3 separate regions of the Mus musculus genome follow, and all the other regions are linked to region 3. The links are chromatin contacts, called in public HiChIP or PLAC-seq and promoter capture Hi-C maps. All regions are on one chromosome and are shown on one strand. The core of a region is the stretch at or near the end of the contact, and the rest is flanking DNA. Distances in the headings are between cores, read along the strand shown. Region 1 holds the start of Dhrs9 (dehydrogenase/reductase (SDR family) member 9). Region 2 overlaps Lrp2 (low density lipoprotein receptor-related protein 2). Region 3 holds the start of Spc25 (SPC25, NDC80 kinetochore complex component, homolog (S. cerevisiae)).

Evidence for each region. Promoter capture Hi-C pulls out the DNA fragments that hold promoters and counts their contacts. HiChIP or PLAC-seq counts read pairs in DNA pulled down with a chosen protein or histone mark.
Region 1: a contact with region 3 is called in a promoter capture Hi-C map of 3T3-L1-derived adipocytes, with 4 times the contacts expected there. The contact joins the promoter of Dhrs9 here to the promoter of Spc25 in region 3. A contact is called at or near these places in 14 of 39 promoter capture datasets (the 3T3-L1 cell line, 3T3-L1-derived adipocytes, cranial neural crest and 9 more), 3 of 484 Hi-C or Micro-C datasets (bone marrow-derived macrophages, natural killer cells and pro-B cells), 4 of 115 datasets of contacts at active chromatin or transcription factors (effector CD8 T cells, embryonic stem cells, stem cell-derived neural progenitor cells and 1 more) and 3 of 9 other capture datasets (adipose tissue, liver and macrophages).
Region 2: an H3K4me3 HiChIP or PLAC-seq map of bone marrow-derived macrophages shows a contact between it and region 3, with 5 times the contacts expected there. The contact joins the enhancer-like site here to the promoter of Spc25 in region 3. A contact is called at or near these places in 19 of 39 promoter capture datasets (the 3T3-L1 cell line, 3T3-L1-derived adipocytes, the C10 cell line and 12 more), 1 of 15 datasets of contacts at CTCF or cohesin (the NIH/3T3 cell line), 15 of 484 Hi-C or Micro-C datasets (the C2C12 cell line, the HL-1 cell line, bone marrow-derived macrophages and 10 more), 15 of 115 datasets of contacts at active chromatin or transcription factors (the SCID.adh cell line, acute myeloid leukemia, astrocytes and 6 more) and 5 of 9 other capture datasets (adipose tissue, embryonic stem cells, liver and 2 more).

The regions. Positions count from the first base shown.
Region 1 is chr2:69,379,098-69,381,797 of GRCm38.p6, reverse strand. Dhrs9 (dehydrogenase/reductase (SDR family) member 9) reads right to left here and starts at 1,336. Exons shown (of 5, transcript NM_175512.2): 1 at 1,167-1,336. Gm36393 (a long non-coding RNA gene) reads left to right here. Exons shown (of 6, transcript XR_003953850.1): 5 at 1-1,346.
Region 2 is chr2:69,426,978-69,429,677 of GRCm38.p6, reverse strand. It overlaps Lrp2 (low density lipoprotein receptor-related protein 2), which reads left to right. Exons shown (of 79, transcript NM_001081088.2): 77 at 957-1,085. Among named protein-coding and RNA genes, the nearest start is that of Gm36393, 23 kb to the right of the region's middle. Within about 2 kb of position 1,342, at least 2 of the 459 cell types and tissues checked have an H3K27ac peak or open chromatin away from gene starts, as enhancers often do. A contact at or near this core is called in bone marrow-derived macrophages, where this site is marked.
Region 3 is chr2:69,204,871-69,207,570 of GRCm38.p6, reverse strand. It overlaps Spc25 (SPC25, NDC80 kinetochore complex component, homolog (S. cerevisiae)), which reads left to right and starts at 1,358. Exons shown (of 7, transcript NM_001199124.2): 1 at 1,358-1,507; 2 at 2,393-2,545; 3 at 2,650-2,700. The coding sequence starts at 2,407.

The DNA of each region.
Region 1 (2,700 bases), core at 87-2,586, 170 kb before region 3:
TATTGTTTTGTCTGTGTGCCTTCTGACGGTAATGGCACATTAGGAGTCACTCTTAAATCTATGACCACAAAATACTAACTGCTAGCTGGAAGGGATTTCATGCAGAATGCTATTATAACGTATGGTCCCAAAGGAAGTTTAGAATTGAGTATATGTGTGTATCACTCCAGTGAGCATACTCAAATCTCTCACTGTCTTTTAACCACAGTTAGCTTTGCTCCAGAGGAAAATGTTAGTGTTTTTAAATTATATCCCTTGAGAATATGACATTTGTCACAAGGGTCTTGTCTCTTGCAATGTATGAAGTAACAAGTTTTCCTTGTATAAAGGTTTAGTCTAAAACTTGGACACCATTTTCAAATGTGAAAATATCCAGCACAAAAAATGAAAGAACTTTCCATTCTTACATCATGCCTCATCTAGCCAAGGGTATTTCAGAGCATTTAATATGTGCCAGGTGACACTAAGATATATAAAACCCGGACCCTAGCTTTGGGCCAAGAGTGTCACAAGGCTTTACAGAATTATTGCCCCCACCAGCTGAAACCCTAGTGTGTGCATGAGCATCTGAAATATCAAGTCACTTTATCATAAAATGTGGATTTTTTTTTCTTTCTGACAGCTCAGAACCCTGGGCCAGCATGCTCCTTAGAAATACTTTTCTTCATCCCCAACATTGTTTTTCTTTTCTAGTTTAGTGTTCATCTACATGTGTTTACAGAAACTGATAATACTGGGAAAGTAGGTGGAGAAACAGATTAGTCCGCACTTGGTGGTTATGGGTCCACCCCCAGGCACTCTTTAACATGTCCACAACTCTTGGAAAGCTGAGGTCACCAATTTCTCATTAGTCTTCAAAGCCACAGAAGATGCCAAATAGGAATTGAGTGATGAGGGAGGGAGGGAGGGAGAGAGACAGAGAGGTATTTGGTTGTGACTGCAGGATGCTACAGGATAGTCACAGAGCCCTGTCCTAGGAGAGTTTCAGTCAAGTTCCTGGGCCGCCCAGATCATTTCTGTATGAGATGGACTTTGCTCCCATCCTTCTCAAACTGTTAAAGAAGCACAGTTGACCTCAGCTGAAAGACAACTTGGTTTGTTCTATAGGAACACGGAAAATCAAGGACATGAGTGAAGGGACAAACGATCGGACAGTCATCGGTTACCTCGCTGAAGATGACTCGCAGTGCAGAAGCTGAGGGCGACTTGCTCCGCTGCTGCAGATTGTCACCTTCCTGCTGTGGTCCAGGGGAAGGAAGTGCAGCTCCGTCAAGCTGATCCTCTCAAGGTGCCTGCGGTCTGCGGAGCTCTGAGACCTGCATGTGTGAAGACTTCCACTTCTCTCAGTGAGTCACACCTATTGCAACACCAAGTGGTGACTAAGTCTCTCCTCCGTGGATGGAGGGCGGGGAGATTGTAGGTCACAGGTTTCCAAAGGAATCGTCAGTGCTTTTTATAAATTAAGTGTGGCTAGCTAGAGAAAACTACTCATGCTATCTTGACCAAAGGAGGAGGCTGAAATCAAGTAACTAAGAAGCTTTTTTAAAAAAAAATTATTTTGTATCTTTTGTAAATCTCCTGGTGCAAGGAACTGATCATTTCACTGAAAAACAAACAAACAAACAAACAAACAAACAAACAATTTTTATGAGCAAGAAGATCAACATAATAAATGACCAAATATGGTTTGGGAATGATTTGTGGTTTCTTTTCCTAATTTGTGTTTTAAGGTATGACAAAACATCTAGAAAATGTCTCTGGAAGTGAAAACGAGAAAGGACTGCCCCCTCACCTCCAGCTGGCCTTTTCCAGAGCTGCTTCCAGCAGACCTGGCATTGCTTGGTGCCAGCTGAAGCTGTAAGGGGTGGGGGATGAGATGCCACCCACCTTCCCTGCAGCTTGCCAACTCCCCCCCCCCCCCAGCCTCTCCTACTCATGATAGTACAGGCAAGCCAACAGTGCACTGAAGTTTTACTTCTAATTTCAAGCTGTATTCTTCTGCTTCCACCTCTGCTCTGTTCCTTCTTGAAGAGTAGTTACTATTTCCTCCTCAGAGCAAGCAAATGAAAGAGCCCATCCCTCTACCGGAGTCTAGACAGGGCTACTGCTTTTTAAATTAGGTAGGTGTGGTTCCTAGTTCCTCCACAACGACAAAAGACTAGTTTATCCAGAAAAATATTTGGGGTACCTGATATATGCAAAATATACTTTCCCCCTTTAATAACGCTCAATACAGAGTACAGGCACAAACTTGTGGCCTCAGAGAAAAACCTCATGGATTGAAATCCATATGAAGACAGCTATGGTAATTAATCCTCCTTATAAGCAGGCTATTATTTCTGAGAGGTGGAGAGAGCCTCAGGCACCTGGGTGGTCCTGGAGGACTGAAGGGAAAGGCCAAAGAAAAGGTTACACCTTTTGCAAGCTCTACTCAATAATCTCACTCAGTGCCGCTCTGTTTTTAAAAATTCCCCAAATGGACTTAAAAAAAATGAAATGTCGAGCCTGATTTGCATGCTATGGTTGGGAATTCTTGCCCTCTACTTGGCGTGGTCTCTCAGTACTGTTGATAAAACTGAAAGGTTCAGTGTCTAGGCATGTGGGGTAGAGGTGGGGGTGGGGTTAAAACAACCCCTTCCTCAGCTTGTCAGCTGGGTATTGACAAAGGTGTTCACGAATGGAATCATTTGTTAGCAGCCC
Region 2 (2,700 bases), core at 93-2,592, 220 kb before region 3:
AAAGAGCTATCAGTGTTTGCTAGTGATTTCCGATTCAACATATAGTATATTTTAATATGAAGTGATAGAAATATTTTTCAAAATGAGCTCTTTCTTAAGAGCAAAAAGATTTGAATCTTGAAAGAGTCTCGTCTGCTCTTTGATAATGTATCGTGGGATAGAGATGACATCTTGTCTGGTATTTTTCACATGAAATAAAGTGAGGCCATGCATACAAACAAAATGGAGAATGTAAAATACAAGGAGTATACTGACTTCCTTGTAATATCTATTCAGGGTGATATGGGTTTAAAGAATAGCTGCGTAATTATGTGAATTTGACAAAAAATAGAAAAGTATTAAGGCTGTTTGCTTACTGTTTTTTAAAATTCATCCTCTTTTAGGTAGTCCTCAAATTTGCTCATTTTATTCCTTTTGCTATTTATTTATTTATTTATTTATCTTTGGAGACATAGTCTCACTGTGTACCCCAGGCTGGCCTCAAACTTACAGATATTTGTTTGCCTCTGCCACTGCTTGGATTAGTGTTGTAGCTACACACCTGACCACACTCATTTTTTTCCTTAATATTCAAAGAGGATTCTGTGCACTGCGTCTGTGTGGCTGTTACTTGGTGTTGTTACTTAGCTAGCACTTGGTTGCCAGTATGCAACTGGAACACCTGTTATTACAAATTATGGTCAAGGTGGGAATGAAGGGTGTAGACAATGTAGCAGGGGTTACATCAATGAGTGTGTGGCAATGAGGGGTGTCCTCGCCTACCACATTTGATATCTTAGGTGACTTAGTGGTTGTTGCACTTATTTGGGGAAGGTGGAAGTGGCATTTAGTTTACAGCTGCTAGTGTCACTTATCAGATTGAAAAGGTACGTGACTGTGTCTGTGGGGGATAAGGTGGCAAACAGAACCCAGATCTACTTATTCACATATTCATTTCTTCTTTCAAAACCGTGTAGGGACCGTCAGTAAGCTCACAGGTGACTGTACCAGAAAATGTGGAAAACCAGAACTATGGAAGGTCCATAGATCCTTCTGAGATAGTTCCAGAGCCAAAGCCAGCCTCCCCTGGAGCTGATGAAACTCAGGTAATGATAATTGACTCATGAAAAGAAATTTGCAAAGAACTTGGACATTTCTGAGTTGATGCTAATCCACGGAAGACTACGTACATACAAATGAAAACAAAATTGTAGATTTAGTATGTCTTCATGAAAAGGACATAGAATCTGGGACATTCACACAACATGCACAGTAATGTGCTGAGGATACATATAAAAGAGAATGCACCTTTCCAAGTTGCTCTTAGTGCCTTACTACCATTACCAATGCCGACCACCAGGTGGCACAATTTTATTACCTTGTCCTCTGTGTCCAGCTACACCTAATTGTCCATCCAACCATCCCACAAGCATTGCTGTATTACCGTGCCAAGGAAACTAGTCCAGGAGACAAAAGTCCTGCTTGATGAATCTTTCTTTATCATATATGCTATATCTTCACATATCCTAGAATATTTGGGATGCAGTTTAACAAGCACCTTTGAAATGAAATTGTATAAAATGGACAGTGTGCTGCTAGCTTTAAAGAACGTGCGTTTAGCTATCCCAGATCTACATGCTGGATTCTAGACACTCATTTTACCCCTGAGAACTGTAGTCCTTACCAGTTCCCTTCACAAGGGGATCCATGGGCAAATTGGAAATGATAGCACTTCCGGATAAAAAACACTGTGAGACATTTAAATGTTCCTGGTCCTTGTGCAGAGAAACTCAGTGGTGTGTTCTTTAATTCAGTGTGGCTGAGAGAAAAAAAAATCACCTCTTACATGTACACATGCATAGACATGCAAACACACACACACACACACACACACATACATACACAAACACACACACACACACACACACACATACACAAACACAAACACACACACATACACAAACACACACACACAAACACACACACCATAGAGAGGAAGATTTTGGTTCACTGTTTTTCTAGGGACTTTTTTTCTCCTTAAGCTACATTTAAAAGTGGACATTGAAGATTTGTTTTCCACAGCCACCAGAATACTTGAAATATCAAATGTTCAGTCCCTAGGTCTGGCTGTACTCCAAGGCAGTGTCTGGTTTACTTCTTTATTCTTAACATTTCTTTCCAGTCAATTCTCGATCTTAGGGACCTTTCTTAGAGGTAGCTTGGTCTGTAAGGAGAGGCAATGTGGCAAGAAGCTGTTCCCTCCCCCCACTCCAGGTCCCAGAAACAGAACGGGCATGGGGGTTTGTTGGGAATGCGAGTCAACCTTCGCCAATTGCAGCATAGCTCCATGCCTCCGTCTGTGCTGCCCACTGGTTCTTGCACTGATCCAGGCCGAGACCTTCCAAGTTCTGCTCCCCAGCGTCTGTCCAGAGATCCTGTATCTGTGACCCCCGGACACTAAATTGTCACTTGGCTCAGCAGAATCACTTGCTTAGGTCACCGAGGACACGAACTTCCAAAGGAGTCTCTCAAGCTTAGATTTCTTAGTAAATATACAGAGAATACTCAGAATTCAGACCCCGTCACTCAAACCTGTCATTTCCCACAAGTTGCATGGACACACATTGGATCTCCTTTAGAGACGAGGACGGCCATATTCCTCTTGTTAGCAATTACTTAGTTGCATGGAGCTATTGCAGACCAAGACAATGACTTAAGGTG
Region 3 (2,700 bases), core at 109-2,608:
TTTGAGACAGGGTTTCTCTGTGTAGCCCTGGCTGTCCTGGAACTCACTCTGTAGACCAGGCTGGCCTCAAACCCAGAAATCCATCTGCCTCTGCCTCCTGAGTGCTGGGATTAAAGGCGTGCACCACTTGGGGATAAAATAGCCATAATCTGGTAGCTTAATCTTATAGTTGGCATTTGGATGCTTAAAGGGAATCAAAGAAATATTAGTATGGTCTACAAGCAAAGGGTTATTTTCAGAAACAATTATCATAATCAAAGATGAAAATAACAATAATTTTTTTTTAATATTGACCATCTCAAGTTCCTTGTTTTCTCTTTCTTTTCTTTTTTCTTTCTTTTTTTTTTTTTTTTTTTTTTTTTTTGGTTTTTCAAGACAGGGTTTCTCTGTGTAGCCCTGGCTGTCCTGGAACTCACTCTGTAGACCTGGCTGGCCTCGAACTCAGAAATCCGCCTGCCTCTGCCTTCCAAGGGCTGGGATTAAACGCGTGTGCCACCACACTTCAAGTTCCTTTTCTTTAAAGGGCATATTCTCAATTCCCTATCTTTCTCAGTTTTACAAAGAAAGATGTAGTTAGCAAGTCTGTTTCATCTGTGAAGTTGTCTTCTAACAAATCTTAGCTTAAAATCTTTACTATTTTTTAAAATTATGTGTATTTTTAATTATATGTTTAATAACTTGGTGGCTTCCATCTGTCTCTCTTCAGGGAGCACCGGTTACTTTAGTATACAGTGTTCTGATCCCATTCAGTTTGAAGTTCTGCGAGATCCAGGAGCTTGTTTTTGCCAGTAGGTCTTAAAATCAACAGCTGAAGGACTGGCGACATGGCTCAAAGTTGCAGGGCGTCTGCTCCTCAGGCAGAGGAGAGGAGTTTGATTATCAGTGGCTCACAACTGTTCCAGGGGATCCGATGCCCCCTTCTGTAAACACGTTCAAACATAAAAATTAAATAAGTAAAATACTCACGATAAATCAATGTTAGAAAAGCTTGGGAAATTCAAACATTAAGTTTGGGTAAATAGTTTGGTAACTTTCAGGATGTTTCAGCCTAATCAATCATAACTGGAGTCTGTTCAAGAGGATTTTCCGTCATTTCCAAAATAAAACGAGTGCAAGGAAGAAGGAAGTATATGTCATAAAAGAAAGCAGTTAAATTTCAATTTTTACATTTTTTTCTTCATTCTGGGGCAAGCCCTTCTACTTCACTATAGACCGCGTCCCAAGCTGTCTCAGCAAAGAACTACGAATCCCAGAATGCTCTGCTCCATAGTTGTCCGCGAGAATTCCGCAGGCCGATATCAACCAATCCTTGCACGGAGAGTCTGCCCTGTCAGCCAATCAGAAGACGGAGTTGAAGGGCGGGTAAGCAGGCGGTGGAGAGTTTGAAATTGAAAGACTGCGCGCTGGAGGAGCAGCAGACCCGGGAGCAGCAGACGGAAGAGCGGCGGGCTGGTTCCTGCCGGACAGGTCCAGTCTGGTGGAGACCGCGGCGTTCCTGGCCGCTCAGGTCGGGAGCCGTTTGAAGGGTTGTGGGGCTTCGCCGACCGCACGCCCGGGCTGAGGGAAGCCGGCCTGGGCATGTCGGCGTGGGTCCGCAGAGCCTGGAATGCGGGCGTCCGCTGTTAGCCGCGGAGTTCGGGTCCTGGCGCTGCTCGGTCCCGATCACACTCCCCTCTTCCGCCCTGCAGGGGGAGGAGTGGACGGAGCAGTCGGCCAGGGGTCTGATGCAGAAAACCTGCAGGTCTGTCTGTCCCCCAACCTCTTCGAGTCTCGGTCTCGTTGCCTGCGAGCAGGTCCTTTAGGAGAAGCGGAGTGACACCGGGGTCCTGTTAAAACATGACTTGAAAGCTTCGTGCAACCTTGTTTTGGTCATATTCTTTCCTCTCCTCCACCTCCCTTCATGCCTTCAGAACAGATTGATGCACATCCACCACAGTTAAGCCCAAATTGGCTTGGATCATCCTGTTGCTAACTACCGGACTGTTAGTGGATTATTTTTATCTTATTTTACATTTTATTAGGTTCTGGCCCAATGTTGACCAGGCTATCTTTGAACTCAAATACCTTCCTCTGCCTCTCTGCCTCTCTGCCTCCGATGTGCTGGGACAGTGCTGGGACAAAAGGCGAAAAAAGGCGTTTAGTTCACACCCTGTTGTGTTTATTTAGAAAAGGTCTCTTGTATATCAGACTGGTCCTGACGTTGGCTGACCTTTACCTCAGATTCTCCTGCCCCCAGCTGGAAATGTTGGAATTAAAGTCTGCCTTTATGCTAGCTGAGTTGCTCAATTATTAACCATTCTGTAGCAAAGTCAACCTGCAGACATAAACTCGAAAATGTGGCTTATTTGGTGTCGATAGCAACTAAAATACAGCTTTGTGCTCTGTTTTGCAGTGTCTTAAAACATAATGGGTGAAGACGAATTGGCACTCTTAAATCAAAGCATCAATGAATTTGGGGATAAGTTCAGAAACAGACTCGATGATAATCATAGTCAAGTGCTGGGACTTAGAGACGCCTTCAAGGACTCCATGAAAGCGTTTTCAGGTACTGCCAGCCCTTAACTCCTAACTTGTGGATTTTGCTGACCTTATTTATTTTTTACTGTTATTTCAGCGGGATTCAAATATCTCTTGTAATTTGTCTTTCAGAAAAGATGTCTTTGAAATTAAAGGAAGAAGAGAGGATGACTGAGATGATTC